Linked DNA regions of Sus scrofa: region 2 is linked to region 1. The links are chromatin contacts, called in public HiChIP or PLAC-seq maps. All regions are on one chromosome and are shown on one strand. Each heading gives the region's core, a stretch centred on a gene start, on an enhancer-like site or on the middle of the called end of the contact. The rest is flanking DNA. Distances are from core to core; before and after follow the strand shown.

Region 1 (7,964 bases), core at 2,927-5,426:
TTTAAACCTTGAACTCAAAGGATCTAGCTAGTACCTGGTACCTGTGTATAGTATATAATTTTTTTAGGCTGACAGCTATGGAGAACCATCACCCAGCCCATGGTTTCTTGTAATTAGGCAAAGGTACTCTCAAAATAGGCAGTGGTAAGGCTTCTAAGGCGTCGTATGGCCCTCCACCACCTGGACTTTGGATGAGCGCTGCAGTCTGTAAATAGGTCTTTCCTCTGCTGTTATAATATCCACCCTATCTTCTTTGAGGTGACCACTTTGCCTTCCCGACCCTTGCGGATCCTGCAGGAATCTCCCAATGCGCCTGACCCTTCCCTGATGGCAGGGGATTGGGTAGGGGAGGGTGAAGGAGGTTGCCTCTGCTGCCCTTCTCCTCCCAATGGTGGGATGCTCTGGATGCAACAGAAACTGCGTGGCATTGCTTGTCAGAGATTGGCACCGCCACCAACCCATCACTCAAGCCAGAAATCCAGGTGCCCCCTGGATGACTTCTCCCTCGTCTGCTCATCTCCATCATCGAGTCCTGTCGTCATCAGCCTTAGTATCTGCTTCCTGTCCTCATGTTGCCACTTTAGCTCAGGTGGCTGTTCGCTCTTGGGTTATTCTAACAACCCTATTCTCTCTGGTCTTTTTGCCTCCAGTTTGAACCCAAGTAATCTGTCATCTCCATGGTAGCCAGAGGGACCTTTCCACAATGCAGATTAGACCCTTCAGTGATTATTCTTCTTTTTCAGGTTAAGGGCCAGATTGCTAAGCCCTTGCTCATCTGCTCCTTGGTTACCTCCCCAGACTCACCACTCACTACTTCTCAATACCTTCCATTGCGTTTGCCTGTGCCCTTGTCCTCCTGTCCTCCATGTCCTAGACTGGAGTCACCTCCCAAGGATGACCTTCCCCTCCTCTCTAAAGGGCAGGGTAGGGGCGCTGACAGGAGCCAGGCTCTAAAGTCAGACCGACTGTTCCATTCCCAGCTTTGCCATTTACTTGCTGCATGATCCTGTAGAAGTCACACACCCTCTCTGGGGCTTAGTTTCTCTTCTCTCTCTCTTTTTATTTTTTTGAAAATGGTGATAATAATAAGCTTTCCTAGAGAGTTCCCTTCGGGGCTCAGTGGTTAACGAATCTAACTAGGAACCATGAGGTTGCGGGTTCGATCCCTGGCCTCGCTCAGTGGGTTAAGGATCTGGCATTGCCGTGAGCTGCCCTTCTCCTCCCAATGGTGGGATGCTCTGGATGCAACAGAAACTGCATGGCATTGCTTGTTAGCAATCGGCACTGCCACCAATTGGTGTAGGTCACAGACATGGCTCGGATCCTGCGTTGCTGTGGCTCTGGTGCAGGCCGGTAGCTGCAGCTCCAATTTGCCCCCTAGCCCAGGAATTTCCATAGCCATGGGTGTGGCCCTAAAAAGTAAAATAAATAAATAATAAGCTTCCTTACCTCATAATGTTGTTGCAAGGGCTGAAGAAGTTAATACACATGAAATGCATAAACTAGCATCTGACACAGTAAACACAGACAATGCTTTTGTTATTATTTTTGGCATTGTCATTGTTATTTTCTCTTTCAGTACAGGGTAAATGCCACTCTTATGTGCTTCTGTTTTACCGAGGATTATTCTAGCTCTCCACCATACTGTCTGGGATAATCTTTACTTGTCTCCCTGTGAGATGGTGAGCTCTTTCTTTAAAGAACCTAAGTGACTGGCATCTTGCCTCACACAGGGCAGGTGTTCAGTTATTTCTTGAATTAATGGATGAACACAAAGTAAGGATTTTCAATCCCTTGTAAAAGGACATAGAGAAGAGAAAGAAATGGAAAAACAAACCAACAAACCCACTAGGTTTTGTTTGTTTTTGGTTTTTTTGTTTGTTTGTTTTGCTTTTTTAGGGTGCACATGGAAGTTCCCAGGCTAGGGGCGGAATGGGAGCTCCAGTTTCTGCCACACCACAACCACAGCCATGCAGGATGCGAGCTGTATCTGTGACCTACCCTACAGCTCATGGCAATGTCAGAACTTTTAACTCACTGAGCGAGGCCGGGAATAGAACCTGCATCCTCATGGATACTAGTAGGAATCTTAATCCATTGAGCCACAACGGGAACTCCCCCAACCCACGTCAAGACAGCTTTATTCGCTCCTCGCCAAAGACACAGTGTCCTTGGAACCCTCAGCAACTGGAGCTCATTTTCTTCTTGGTTCAGCCAAGCAGGTGTCAGGTCACCTTCAGGCCCTGGTCTCTCTTTGATCTCTTATGATGGGTGATCAAGAGTTGATTTATCCACCCAAAAATCTTGTTACTTCCAGGATCATAGCCATTCTGAGGATACTCAAAGGCTGGTCTCTAGATAACTGAGATGTTAAAGGCAGATTTCAGATCACAGTTGAGGAAGGAATGGATCCTCAACTCCTCCAACCCTGAAAGCTGAAAGCCAGGGATGTGAGCTCTGTAAGGTGAGGCTTCTGACCCCTGGAGTGAATTCCACTGGCGGTGGCGGCAGCAGCAGGATTCAGGTAATGAAACTCCCATCGCTCGTGGTGCCATGATCAGCACCCTGGACACTGGTCCTCCTTTCCTGACAACTGGACCTTGTCAGACATTGGCTAATAAAGCAGGGACGTGTGGTGCTTTGGAAGGTGAATAGCTCATGTTCAGATGTATTCAAAGAAGGGACTGGATGACAGTTTGGAAAGGGTGATGGAGAGCTAATGGGGTGAAAGGGTTTCTCTTAGATCCTAACTATGGTGTAGCCAGTGGGAAATGCTGGAATCCTTCAATTTTTCTTTCAACAAACTTTTTTTTTTTTTTTTTTTTTTGTCTTTTTGCTTTTTCTAGAGCCGCTCCTGCGGCATATGGAGGTTCCCAGGCTAGGGGTCTAATTGGAGCTGTAGCCACATGCCTAAGCCAGAGCCACAGAAACATGGGATCCGAGTGGAGTCTGTGACCTACACCACAGCTCACGGCAACGCCGGATCCTTAACCCACTGAGCAAGGCCAGGGATCGAACCCATAACCTCATGGTTCCTAGTCAGATTCGTTAACCACTGAGACACACTGGGAACTCCTCAACAAGCATTTATTGAGCACAACTGTCTACGAGACACTGCTAAGCCCAGGAGACCTTAAAAGGAATAACAGAAGTTGCCACCCTTCAGAAGCTCACAGCCCGGAGTGGTCTGTCTGGGGACAGTCAGAGATGCTACCACATGATGCTGTGTGGAAGAGTCACATCTTGTGCAGAGATTTAGCCCAGAGTCAGCATATAAAGTGAAATGACAAAGAGAAAATCGCCCCCACAAAAATCCCTGAAATCAACGCTAAAAAACTTCCTTCATTTTTCTTTGCATTTCAGCTAGAACTTCCCTTTTTTTCTTTTGTCTTTTTAGGCCACACCCAAGGCATTTGGAGGTTCCCAGGCTTAGGGTCCAGTCAGAGCTGCAGCTGCGGGTCTACACCACAATAGCTCAGGATCCAAGCCACGTCTGTCACCTACACCACAGCTCACAGCAACGCTAGGTCCTTAACCCGCTGAGAGAGGCCAGGGATCGAACCCGCATCCTCATGGATACTAATTGGGTTCGTTAACCACTGAGCCATGATGGGAACGCCTAGAACTTCCTTTTTTTATTTTATGAATCTAAGAGATATTTTGCAGGAGGCGGGAATAAAAAGATGTCCTTTGTTTTCTCTTCTTTTTCCTCTTTCTGTTTACTGAACATGTGCAGCTAAAAGCAGCCAAGTTAAATGTGCATATGAGACAGTCCTTCATTGTCCCTAAGATGGAAATTTGTGTGAATGTACAGAGGGCTCTGAGAGCACAGAGGAACAATGTTCTGACTTTGCCCTAGGAAATCCAGGAAGGCTTCCTTGAGGAGGTGTCATTCAAACTAGTGGAGGTTAAAAACATTCCGATCACAGAGGATAGCCTGAAGCTATGGGAGAGCAGAGTTTCTTCAGGGAATGATCTCAAGTGTGTGTTTAGGGCAGGAAGGATGGTAGTGGAGAAGGTGGAGATGATGGGGAAAGAAGTTCCTTAGGGCGAAATTACGAAGGGACCAAGACACACCTCATGGCTGGCAGAGCTGCAAGAAAGAGCAGTCAGGACATTGTGTTCACTCCGCAGCAGCCCACCACCTCTATCCGCCCTTTACATCACCGGCCACTTCCCTCCACTGTTAACTACTTCCTGAAATGGCCAGAGAGACCATTCAGTGCCCGGGTCCCGCTGCGTCAGTGATGACTCACAGAGTTCTGTTTTTTAGCTGAAAAGGATGCGTTTCTATTTCCTAAGGCTCTTTTCATCTAAGGGATCACCAGGTCATCTGGAGACTTTGAATCACTACTCAGCTCACTCATAGCCCTAAATGTAGGTGACTTGGTTTCACATGCCTATTTCATAGTTAGGCTGTGGCTCAGCTGCTCTCAGGGAATGGATCAGAGTCTGATCTGGATGGGAACCTAGATGGTACCCCACTTTCCTCTTTGTCATTCAGACCGTGAGAAGAGCATCTTCTGAGACCATGGAACGAAAGGGAAAGGGAAGTGAGTTTCATATTAAGAATCTCTGGAGGGAGTTCCCTTCTTGGCTCAGAGGTTAAAGAACCCAACTAGGCTCCATGAGGATCCAGTTTTGTTCCCTGGCCTTGCTCAGTGGGTTAAGGATTTGGCATTGCTGTGGCTGTGGCTGTGGCCGGCAGCTGCAGCTCCAATTTGACCCCTAACCTGGGAGCTTCCATATGCCTCAAGAGCAGCCCTAAAAAGCAAAATAAATAAATAAATAAATAAATAATAATAATAATAATAATAATAATAATAATAATAATCTCAGGGGTTCCCTGGTGACTTGGCAGGTCAAGAACCTGGCATTGTCACTGCTGTGGTTAGATCCCTGTCCTGGGAACTTCTGTATGACTTGAGCATGGCCAAAAAAAAAAAAAAAAAAAAAAAAAAAAATCTCTGGAGACATTAAGGAAATCACAATGGAATTTCTGCACTAGAATTCAGTCATGATAACTTAGGTGTTTTGGTTAAAGCCTGGAGGGAGGCTTTATCAATTAGAATTAGATCAGGTCAATATAACAAAGAAACCTAAATAAAAGTGTTTTCAATAAAATAGAAATTTATTTTCCTTCCAAATATAAGAAATCTAGGGGTCAGCTCTCTAAGGTTGTACAAGCATGCACAGTGTTAGGACTCAGACTTTGGTCTTAATCTTCTGTTATCCTTTGCATGTGACTTCCATCTCATGGCCCTGGGTGGCTGCTCAAGCTCCAGCTATCACATCCACACTCCCAAAAGCAGAAAGAAGAAAGGGACAACTAAGAAGGGGAGGTGGGGAATGGCACCCGACAACTGTCCTACGGAGAGATTTCCTAGAAGCTGCCACATATCACTTCTGCTTATAACACATTGGTCAGAACTTGGAGGAGCCTGAGAAATGTTGTTATTTCTCTAGTTGACAAGGTGAGAATAGATACTGCAGTAGGTAACTAGCAGCTGAAATCGAAACACCTCTGATTTGAACCTAGCTTAATCCCAGATCGGAACATGAACCCACAGTTTTTTAATTAGAATCACTCACCCGATGTCTGGACTTACTGAGGCTCAGGTTCTTTGTGTCTCAGCATGGAAGGAATTCAGCAAGAGACAAAGTGATAGGCAAGAAATAGACTTATTAAGGTAGGATGTTTGTAAGAGATACAAGCAGGCAGGTGAGGCGGCTCTGCCCTAAGGATTAGGTGGGCTACATTTTTATAATTCGAGGAAAGTGGGGAGGGAGAAAAGACCACCTTCTTCCTGGTTCTTCAGGCTCACATCACTAGCTCCTCCTTCATTTCCGGTAAGAGAGTATTTGACCCTATGAGGTCAAACTAGGACTGTGATGGTGCATATTCAAATCAGCAGAAAGGTGGTAACATTTGCTAAAATATGTTGAATCATTTCAGGTTTCCATATAATGAGGGTCTCCTGCTTTGAAATGCCATCTTTCTCTTAAATTCCTGTCCTAAGGATCATGATCTTGGCTGAACTTGAATGCAGGCCTCGTTTTCTTTCACTTAATCACCTGAGGCATATCTCATGCTTTTTGTTTACTGGTTTATAGTTAAGCAAGCCTGCTTTATTCCATGATATTCTGAAGGTTTTCTTTTTTTTTTTTTTCTTTTTGCCATTTCTTGGGCCGCTCCCGCGGCATATGGAGGTTCCCAGGCTAGGGGTCGAATCGGAGCTACAGCTGCTAGCCTATGCCAGAGCCACAGCAACACAGGATCCGAGCCGCATCTGCAACCTACACCACAGCTCACGGCAACGCCAGATCGTTAACTCACTGAGCAAGGGCAGGGATCGAACCCGCAACCTCATGGTTCCTAGTCAGATTTGTTAACCACTGCACCATGACGGGAACTCCTGAAGGGTTTCTTGAGTGATTTTTAGCTTACAGTGGTCTCCCAAATTTCCCTAGGTTTCCCTCTCTATGTATGGTCCCCTACTGGGACTTCTACAACTATCCATGTGACTATTTTCCTCTGCCCCCATTGTTGTGGTCTGTGCACGCAGGTTGGAAAAAGAATTTTCCAGCCTAGTTGGGTGAAGAGAAAGAAGAGTTTATTGAGATAAGAAACACTGATAGTGCATGGGATGACTTCCTGATAATCATGGAGAGTCAGCCCAGGGCACTTGGTCTTATCTGTTTTTATAGCCCAGGGAAAAGGGAGAAAGCAGACCTGACCTGCTGACTGGTTGGGGAAAGAGAGGTCTTAGGATACACTTGCTGGTTTGTTGGGGGAGTATAATGCCCCTATAAGGGTGGGATGAAGAGTAGGCCACATAACTTTTCTAGTAGAGGGTAGGAAGGAGTAGGCCGGGTTGCTCATGGTTGCAGAGGGGCATTACAACGAGAAGGCTGGGATGATGATAAGGGTCTGGTAATTCTTGTCTTGCTCAGAGGCTTTGAGTTCTAGCTCCTTGAAGGAGCCTTGAAGTCCCACACCTATCACAGCCTCTGCCACAAATCCCACAAGCAAGAAACCAGCACTGTACTTGTGATCAGAGAGTGAACACACCCTTGCTTCTCTCCTCTTCTTCTTAACAAAGAGGCCTGTGCCTCAGAGAATCAGGCCACATCTGTCGGGGGAGCCTCCAGAGGGTCATTAAGCCCCACATCTGTGGGATATTTTTAGCACTGGCCTTATTTAAATGCCAGGGAAAGGAGGGGTCACCACCATCTCCTACCACCCTAGCCCTCTAGGTGTCTGGAGAATATCAGCATGGATGCCCTTAAATGTCTCCCAGACTCTCAGCTATTTGCATGCTGCATAGAGGTAGCTGGCATGTTTTTAGCTCTGGTGAACATGAATTTCCTGTCACCTACACAATACATATACTGAATGGGGACTAAGGACACAGGAGGGAAAGAGGAGGAAGAGGAGGAAGCAGCAGTTCAAGTGGAGTGGAGGAGTCGTGGTGGGCGGAGAGGAGGAAGGACAGGGTGGGGCCAGCCCAGACCCGTATAAATATGTCAGTGAGTCCAGTTTCTTTCCAGGGTCCTTCCCTATTCTTGGACCTGTCCCCTTCCCTTGTTCTCCATTTCCTCACATCCCTCTAGCCATCTACCCTCAGGTCCTCCTTAGCTCTGTCATAACCAGTCTCTCTTTCCCTTTGTCCCAATCCAAGGCAACGTCTGCTGTACCACGTCTTGAGGGGTTCCCATAGTCCATAGCCCTTAAGTAATGGCTAATAAATCACGGGCTTTCAAAATCTGTTATATTTATCCACACTCTGCTATAAGTCTGATAATCTCATTCACTTCCAGAATGATCGAGATAAGAGGGTGCTCCTCCCAGAAGCCATATTTACATTGTAAGAGAGATTACTAAGCCTAAACTCAAATTAATCACCTTCAAAAGGACCTTAGTAAAGGGAAGAGAATTAGAGGGTGGCCCTGTAGGATGTAGG
Region 2 (7,964 bases), core at 3,030-5,529, 50 kb before region 1:
CTTCCTTCCCTTTCTTTTCTTTCTTTCTTTCTTTCCTTCCTTCCTTCCTCTCTCTCTTTGGCTTCTTAGGGCTGTACCTGCGGCATATGGACATTCCCAGGCTAGGGGTCAAATCCAAGCTACAGCTGCTGGCCTACATCACGGCCACAGCAATGCGGGATCTGAGCCACATCTGCAACCTACACCACAGCTCACGGCAATGCCGGATCCTTAACCCACTGAGCAAGGTCAGGGATTGAACCCACATCCTCATGGATCCTAGTCGGGTTCGTTAGCCACTGAGCCATGAAGGGAACTATTATGTTTCATTATTGCTGATCCTCAGAGCTTCACCCTGTCCAAAAATCAGGGATGAATGAATGAAATGAATGAAGTAGGGAAACCAGACTAGCAAATACACCTAGGGGTGAAGATGAGAATGAAGAAAACTGCCCAAACAGCCTTCTATTGTAAAGGAGATGGAATCCTCCTGATTCACATATGGAAGAGCAGGGACAAGCTGATAAAAAGGGTCCCCCGGTCCCCAGACACACCCTATGCCTTTGGACAGATGCACCCAGAGTCTCATCAAATAGATCCTCTGCCAATACATTTCCTCCCACCTGTGGAAACATTTCTGCTGTTTGATGAGCAAAGCCCAGAAAACAGCAATGATCTCACCAAGTGTTATCTTCAGTTCACAGAGACCAGGGTACAATCAGATTGCTCACAAGCCAGTGACAGATTAAAAATGTTATGTCCTTTTCCAAGCTCCGTGATTCCCCACCAACAGGAGCCCTTTCAGATGAGCTATCTTACAGCTCTAATTACAACTTTTATTTCAATGCCTCACATTTGACTCATTTACTAACCAGGATGAGGAAGGTTCACACAGGACATTTTGACAACCGCCTCCCAGCCCTAAAGGGAAGACTAATGCCATTGAAATGCCCATGCCCAGTGTCCAAAATATGCACACCACTATAGGACACCGAGCACTGGGATTTCCCAGCTTCAGGTTCATTTCAAATGTAACCATGTTTTATGTCCACCCGACCCCAGATGCTCACAGAATAAAAATAACTCCTGTCTTCCTAACACAGGTCTCCAGTTCTGGGAACACCTACTTAGAAGGGCAGAGAGAAGACCCAAAGTAAAGCTTTGGGGGGCCTCTCCTCTCTGTGGCTTTTCCCTTTCCGTTTTTTAATGGAATTGTTTGAGGGCTTTTGCTAATGCAGTCATTTCCAGGAGAGGAAGCCGCCTTTCTTCCATACCCCAAGCAGCTGGAATGAATCAGAGGGGCAGCCACATCTGCACATCCTGTGGGGCAATCGCTCACGCGGGGGTGACGGAGCCCTTGGGGCCCGCTGCCTGGGGTGGGGGGGGGAGAAGAGGCGGGGGAGGCGGGGGAGGAGGTCTCGGGGTGCCCACGGGGCGGGGCGGGAGTCGAACCGGAGAGGCCTCTCGAGGGGTGCTTAGGGCGCGGCCGAGGGCGGGAAGAACTGGCCACCCGGTTTCCATCCCGGGTGCGCCCCCTCGTCCCTTCATTTCCTGCGCTCTTCCCTAACCGGCGGCAGTCGCGGTGCCCCAGGGCGGGCGAGTCCCTGGCGCCACCCCGAGGTCCCCTCCCTCCTTGAGTAACACCCCCGCCCTCGGTTTACTACGGGGCCTGGTCGCCTAGCAGCGGGCGCGCGTTGCCATGGCGACGCGCGGGTGTGTGTTTTGAATTGTTCCTCGAGGCCCCGCCCAGCGGCCTAGCGCCGGGATGTCCGGAGCTGGTGGGGCGCGGTGCCGGAGCCCCTCTACTTCTCCTTCTAGGACTGAATGGCCTCCTGGTGAAGGCAGGGGAAGGCGGGGGGGCCCTCCGGGGGAGGGGGGCGGCGGAGGGAGAGCAGAGACCCAGTCCATTCCTTTGGTTCCTTACCCCAGGCTGCTGGGCCGAGGGTCGGGAGGAGCGGGGTGCTGATCCCCGCCCCCTGCCCCTCCCCTAAATGTAAGGCTGGGCTTCTGTTCTAAAGGGAGGCAATGCCTTTGCCACATTCCATCGGTCTAAGAGGCGACATTTCGGGGCCACGAACGGGCAGCAGATCTGAGTTCTAGTCACTGCCCCACCCACAAGAGGGGACGAAAGATTTTGGCGAAGTTCCCTAACCTCTCAGGGCGTCTGTTTTCTCGGAGGCGAATTAGGAAGAGCTGCCCTTCACGGTTGCGCTGTGAAGATCAAAAGCGGTGGAGTGAACGTGGAAAGGAAGGGCAAGGAACCTGTCCTTGTCCCAGACGGCTTGCCAGTCTCTCCACAGACATTTAATCCTCACAAGCAATCAGATCCCCAGAGTTGGACTTGCTCAAGGCCACAACGCTCGTAAAGGTAGAATCAGTATTGGAAGCCTCCTGAGTCACTGCCTGGCCGCCCTTCAGTAAAGGAAAGGCACAGCCACCTTCACCATGGCCACAGATTGAGGCCCAATTAGGGAACTCGCACAGAATGAGGGCCATGGATTGCATACTTTAAACTTCACGGGTATATACTAATAAACAGACTCTCCCTTATTTCCTCTGAATCGCTCTTCATAAACCAATACTTTTTTTGTAACTATGGCTATTTTTTCTGTCATGGCCTTATCCTTTTCCAAAGGATCTCCTAGTTATGATCTGTTCCCTTTGGGCAGTTCCGAACTAGGAAGGCTGGCTGTGCCCATATTCTGGTAGCTCTTCAGAATCACTAGTTCTTCTCTGAGGCTCCAGAAGTGTCCCTTTCTTGAAATCCATCCTACCCTTTCGTCTGAGAGCCCTGACTTCCAGCCCATGAGCAGCACAACTGATTGCTCTGTGTGTGTGATCTCTCTGGTTATTTGTAAAGCTTCGATTTTTTTTGTTGTTGTTTTTGTTTTGTTTTGTTTCTCTCTTTAGAAAGGCAAGATAAAGGAGAAGGAATGACATTTGCCTTTTTTTAGTAACCTTGTGAGCTGAAAGTTGGTAGCTCCTAAGTTTCTCAAAATGGAAGGCAAGTCACTTCCAGAGATGGGTTCTGCCCAAAACAAGCCAAAATGTCTTTGCAGGCTGCGAGGGTCTAACTGGGTCTGGAAGGACCTCTGCAGATTCTTCTGGAGTCTCTGAGACCAGGAAGAATTAAGGCCATGCTGTTGTCCTTAGTTTCAGCAGATTTCAGATGGGAGCTGGTTTTCAGTAGGGGCAGCCTTGCTACTCTCTTTCAGTTCACTAGAATGATACAAATTCTCATTATTGCTGTCACCATGGGGCCTTCTCCCAGGGACCAGATTTTGTAACGTGAATCATTCAACTGGTGAATCAAAAAGAAGAGCTAGAGAACTCTAAACTGCCCTGGGAACAGAGAAGGAAAGACAGATGAAGAGGCAAAGGAGAAAGAATTGCAAGTTTCCATGGAAGATGATAAAAAACAAAACAACACAAGAGATCAAGGTAGGGATATCACCAGGTTTATCAATAAAATCTGGGCTTGAGTAACAAATTTTTATTCCATTTTCCAGATAATCCTACAGCGTGTTCTCAAGCTCCTTCCCTTGTGTATGAGAAATAAATTGATGGATTTGTATAACAGGTATTACAAATCTAGCATTAAGGCTACTACACATGAGATTGCAGAAATCAAGGTACCTACCTTCGGGGTGAGACGAACATTTTGAGTCAGCTGAGAGGAACTGCTCATTCACGTTCGAAATCCTGAGGCAAGGAGGTTTCAGTGTCTCACTGCTCTGTCTTAATCAGTTGCGTGGGATGAGTATCTGGTGTGAAGATGAATCAGGGCCCCTCTTGCCAGCAGAGGGTTCAGGTGGTGTGAGGTGGGCTGGAGAGGATGTCCTGTGGCTAGGACACCTGTGTAGGTGGGGCTGGCTGACACGGAAGGCTGCCTCTGTGACATCATAGTGGGAGGCAGGGGGTCTCTCCCTGCAGCTCCGTCTGCCCCCACCCCCTGCCACTAGGATGGGGGGGCCACACTGGGGTTACTGGAGGCCAGGATGTCTTCTTTGTCACCCAGATCAGCATCAGAGTCACTCGGGCGTCTAGTAAATGGTCAAACTCTGAATGTCAGGGATGGCTCCCATGTGGTACTGACCAAGGACCCAAATACTGCAAGACAGCAATGAAATGCATTCCTATAGTGAAAGTAAAATGCAGTCCTCTCCCAAACCATAAAGGTGGATTCAGGGGAACAATCATTTACACTGCTTTTCTTTTTCTTTTTAAAAATTGTATTGAAGTATAGTTAGTTTACAATGTTGTGTTATTTTCTGCTGTACAGCAAAATGGTTCAGTTATACATATAGTTTTTTTTTTCTTTCCTTTTTTAGGGCCACACCCACGGCATATGGAGGTTCCCAGGCTAGGGGTCCAATCGGAGCTACAGCTGCCAGTCTACACCACAGCTCCAGCAATGCAGGATCCGAGCTGCGTCTGTGACCTACACCGCAGCTCATGGCAATGCCAGAGGCATAACCCACTGAGGGAGGCCAGGGATCGAACCCAAAACCTCATGGTTCCTAGACGGATTCGTTTCCGCTGTGCCATGACGGGAACTCCTATACATACATTCTTTTTCATCATGATTTATCACAGGATAGTGAATATATTTCCCTGTGCTATGCAGTAGGACCTTGTTGATCTCATTTAAAATTTATTTATTTATTTTTTTGTCTTTTTGCCTTTTCTAGGGCCGCTTCCCTCGGCATGTGGAGATTCCCAGGCTAGAGGTCGAATTGGAGCTGTAGCCACCAGCCTACGCCAGAGCCACAGCAACGCAGGATCCGAGCTGTGTCTGCGACCTACACCACAGCTCATGGCAACACCGGATCCTTACCTCACTGAGTGAGGCCAGGGATCGAACCTACAACCTCATGGTTCCTAGTTGGATTGGTTTACACTGTGCCACGATGGGAACTCCTCATTTAAAATTTAAATTAAAATGAAATAAAATTAGAAATCCAGTGCCTGGGTAGCTGCTTGTGGCTCTGGACAACTCACCTCTAGACATGCCCAGAAAAGGTAGTGATGTACAGAAATTACCACTCTAAAAGGACTAGTATCTGGAAACATTAGATGTTCACTAATATTATTATTTTTGTCTTTTTGCCTTTTCTAGAGGCGCTCCGCAGTACATAGAGTTCCCAGGCCAGGGGTTGAATTGGAGCTGTAGCTGCCAGCCTACACCAGAGCCACAGCAACTTGGGATCCAAGCCGAGTCTGTGACCTACACCACAGCTCATGGCAATGCCGGATCCTTAACCCACGGAGCAAGGCCAGGGATCGAACCTGCAACCTCATGGTTTCTAGTCAGATTCGTTAACCACTGCACCACCACGGGAACGCCTCACTAATATTATTTTAATAAGTACGTGATGAGGATTTGGGGGCTGTTAACACAGATGTAACTCTGAAGCTTGAAGAGAGTTTTCCAGCCAAGGGTCTGGCTGGGTGCCTTCTGCCCTGTGAGGCGTCACGCTCAGTTCACCTCCGTGCTGGAACTCCTTGCTCTTGTCATCCCACCTAAATCCTACACGACCTTCAGGGCATGATTTCAGCCTTGTTTCAGCCCAAATTTTAGCCCTCATGTCTCTCCCTTCCCTCTGAGCTCACATAGCAGGGATGGTCCTGCTGCACTGCTGGGGAGCTTCTTTCCAGGGGCTTTTGCACAGCTTGCTTTGCTTCAGATGTGCTAGCCTTTCACTCTCAGGAAATTCTGAGCTTCTGGAGGACAGAACCTACCTCTTTATTTCTATTATGCTTCATGTAGTGCTGAGGGTGTAATAGCTGCTCAATAAATACTATTATTTTATTTAATGAGCTAAGATACCTAAGTAAATCTTCAAGAGAGAATAGCAGATCTAAACATATCAGTAATGAACAAAACGAATAACATGCCTAGTTCTTGGCACATCTCAAGTTGATCAAGATGGCAGTTCTGGAGTTCCTGCTGTGGCACAGTGGGTTAAGAATCCTACTGAAAAAAAAAAAAAAAAAAAAAAAGAATCCTACTGCAGTGGCACGGGTTTGAGCCCCAGACTGGCACGATGGGTTGAGGATCCAGCATTGCTGCAGCTGTGGTGGTTAGTTTACAGATTTGATCCCTGATCCAGAAATTTCCATACGCCGCAGGTGAGGCCATTTAAAAAAAAAAAAATGATGTCAGTTCTCCCTAAGTTAATTTATAAATTTAACGGAACCCCAATAGAAATGTAAAAGAGCATTGAAAAAGAGCAAGATAGGAGTTCCCACTGTGGTCTGTGGTGCAACAGGATTGGTGGAGTCTGTGCAGCTCCAGGACACAGGTTTGATGCCTGGCCAGCACAATGGGCTAAAGGATCCCATGTTGCTACTGTGGCATAGGTCGAAACTGCAGCTCAAATCTGATGCCTGGCTTGGGAAGTCCATATGGCTCGGGGCAGCCAAAAAAGAAAAAATAAATAAAAAAGAGCAAGATAGGTTGATGTTAAAATCTCGGTGTCGCAATACTTTGCAATAACCTGTATGGGAAAAAAAGAATGGATGTATTTATAGGTATAACTGATTTACTCTGCTGAACACCTGACACTAACACAACATTTTAAGTCAACTATAGTCCAATAAAATAAAGTTCCTATGGAAAAACAAATGCACAAGACTAGCTAGGAAAACACTGGAAAGAAAGAACTCTGAGGGGGACTAGTCAGTCCTAACAGATATGAAGCATGCTACCAAGCCTCTATTATAAAATAATGTGGTACTGACTGGTGCATGGCTAGACAGACCAGTGAAATAGAAGAGAAAGTCCAGAAATAAACTTAGCTATGGGTAGACATGCAGTATCTGACTAGGAAGATATCTGTAATCACTGGGGGCAAAGACATTTTTATTTATTTATTTATTTAGTCTTTTCACTGTTGCACCCATGGCATATGGAGGTTCCCAGGCTAGGGGTCTAATCGGAGCTGTAGCTGCCAGCCTACACCAGAGCCACAGCAACGTTGGATCCAAGCCGAGTCTGCAACCTACACCACAGCTCACAGCAACACCAGATCCTTAACCCACTGAGCAAGGCCAGGGATTGAACCCACAACCTCATCATTCCTAGTCGGATTCGTTTCCACTGCGCCATGACGGGAACTCCAAAGATGACCCTTTTAAACAAAGGGTGTTGGGACAAACTGAGCGCCATTTAGAAAAATGTTTAAATTGTATCAATATCTATATCCTATACAAGAATAAACTCATGCTTTCTTTTAGTACCTGTATAATTTCATTTTTTTTTAATGTTCAGATCTCTAGTTCATTTGGAGTTTACTCGTTTAGAGTAAGAGTAAAGCAGATTAAAACTACAGTGAAATCACTTATTATCCATCAAATTGGCAAAGCTCAAAAGCTTGACCGTGTTGTGTACTCTGTGGAGGAGGCCGTGGGGAAACAGGTCCTTCCATTCACTGCTGGTGGGGATCCCTCCATGGGGGTGCCACCTCCATGGAGCAGAATTGGCAGAATTTAACAGAATGACACATGCTTTCATCCTTTGACCACAGAAGTCCAACTTCTAGGAATTAATTCTGAAGGTGCTCCTCCAATGACATGAAAATATATGTGCACGAAGCTATTCACTGCAGCATTATTGGTAATTGTAAAATATTGGAAACTACCCAAATCTCCAAGTATAAGAGATGGGTTGAATAAAATATGGTATGTATACACAATGCAGTACTGTGCTGCTGTTTTAAAAAAAATAACAAAAGGAGTTCCCGTTGTGGCTCAGCGGAAATGAATCTGACTAGCATCCATGAGGATGCAGGTTCGATCCCTGGCCTTGCTCGGTGGGTTAAGGATCCGGCGTTGAACTGTGGTGTAGGTTGCAGACACGGCTCAGATCCCAAGTTGCTGTGGCTCTAGCATAGGCCGGTGGCTACAGCTCCAATTCGAACCCTAGCCTGGGAACCTCCATATGCTGCAGGAGTGGCCCAAGAAATGGCAAAAAGACAAAAAAA

The links. HiChIP or PLAC-seq counts read pairs in DNA pulled down with a chosen protein or histone mark.
Region 2: a contact with region 1 is called in an H3K27ac HiChIP or PLAC-seq map of alveolar macrophages. The contact joins the promoter of GSG1 here to the enhancer-like site in region 1. A contact is called at or near these places in 7 of 47 Hi-C or Micro-C datasets (embryonic fibroblasts, heart right ventricle, omental adipose tissue and 3 more) and 2 of 2 datasets of contacts at active chromatin or transcription factors (alveolar macrophages and skeletal muscle).

The regions. Positions count from the first base shown.
Region 1 is chr5:59,336,878-59,344,841 of Sscrofa11.1, reverse strand. No RefSeq gene overlaps it. Among named protein-coding and RNA genes, the nearest start is that of GSG1, 50 kb to the left of the region's middle. Within about 2 kb of position 4,176, at least 8 of the 83 cell types and tissues checked have an H3K27ac peak or open chromatin away from gene starts, as enhancers often do. A contact at or near this core is called in alveolar macrophages and retroperitoneal adipose tissue, where this site is marked.
Region 2 is chr5:59,387,384-59,395,347 of Sscrofa11.1, reverse strand. GSG1 (germ cell-specific gene 1 protein) reads right to left here and starts at 4,279. Exons shown (of 6, transcript XM_013997823.2): 1 at 3,620-4,279. The coding sequence starts at 3,667.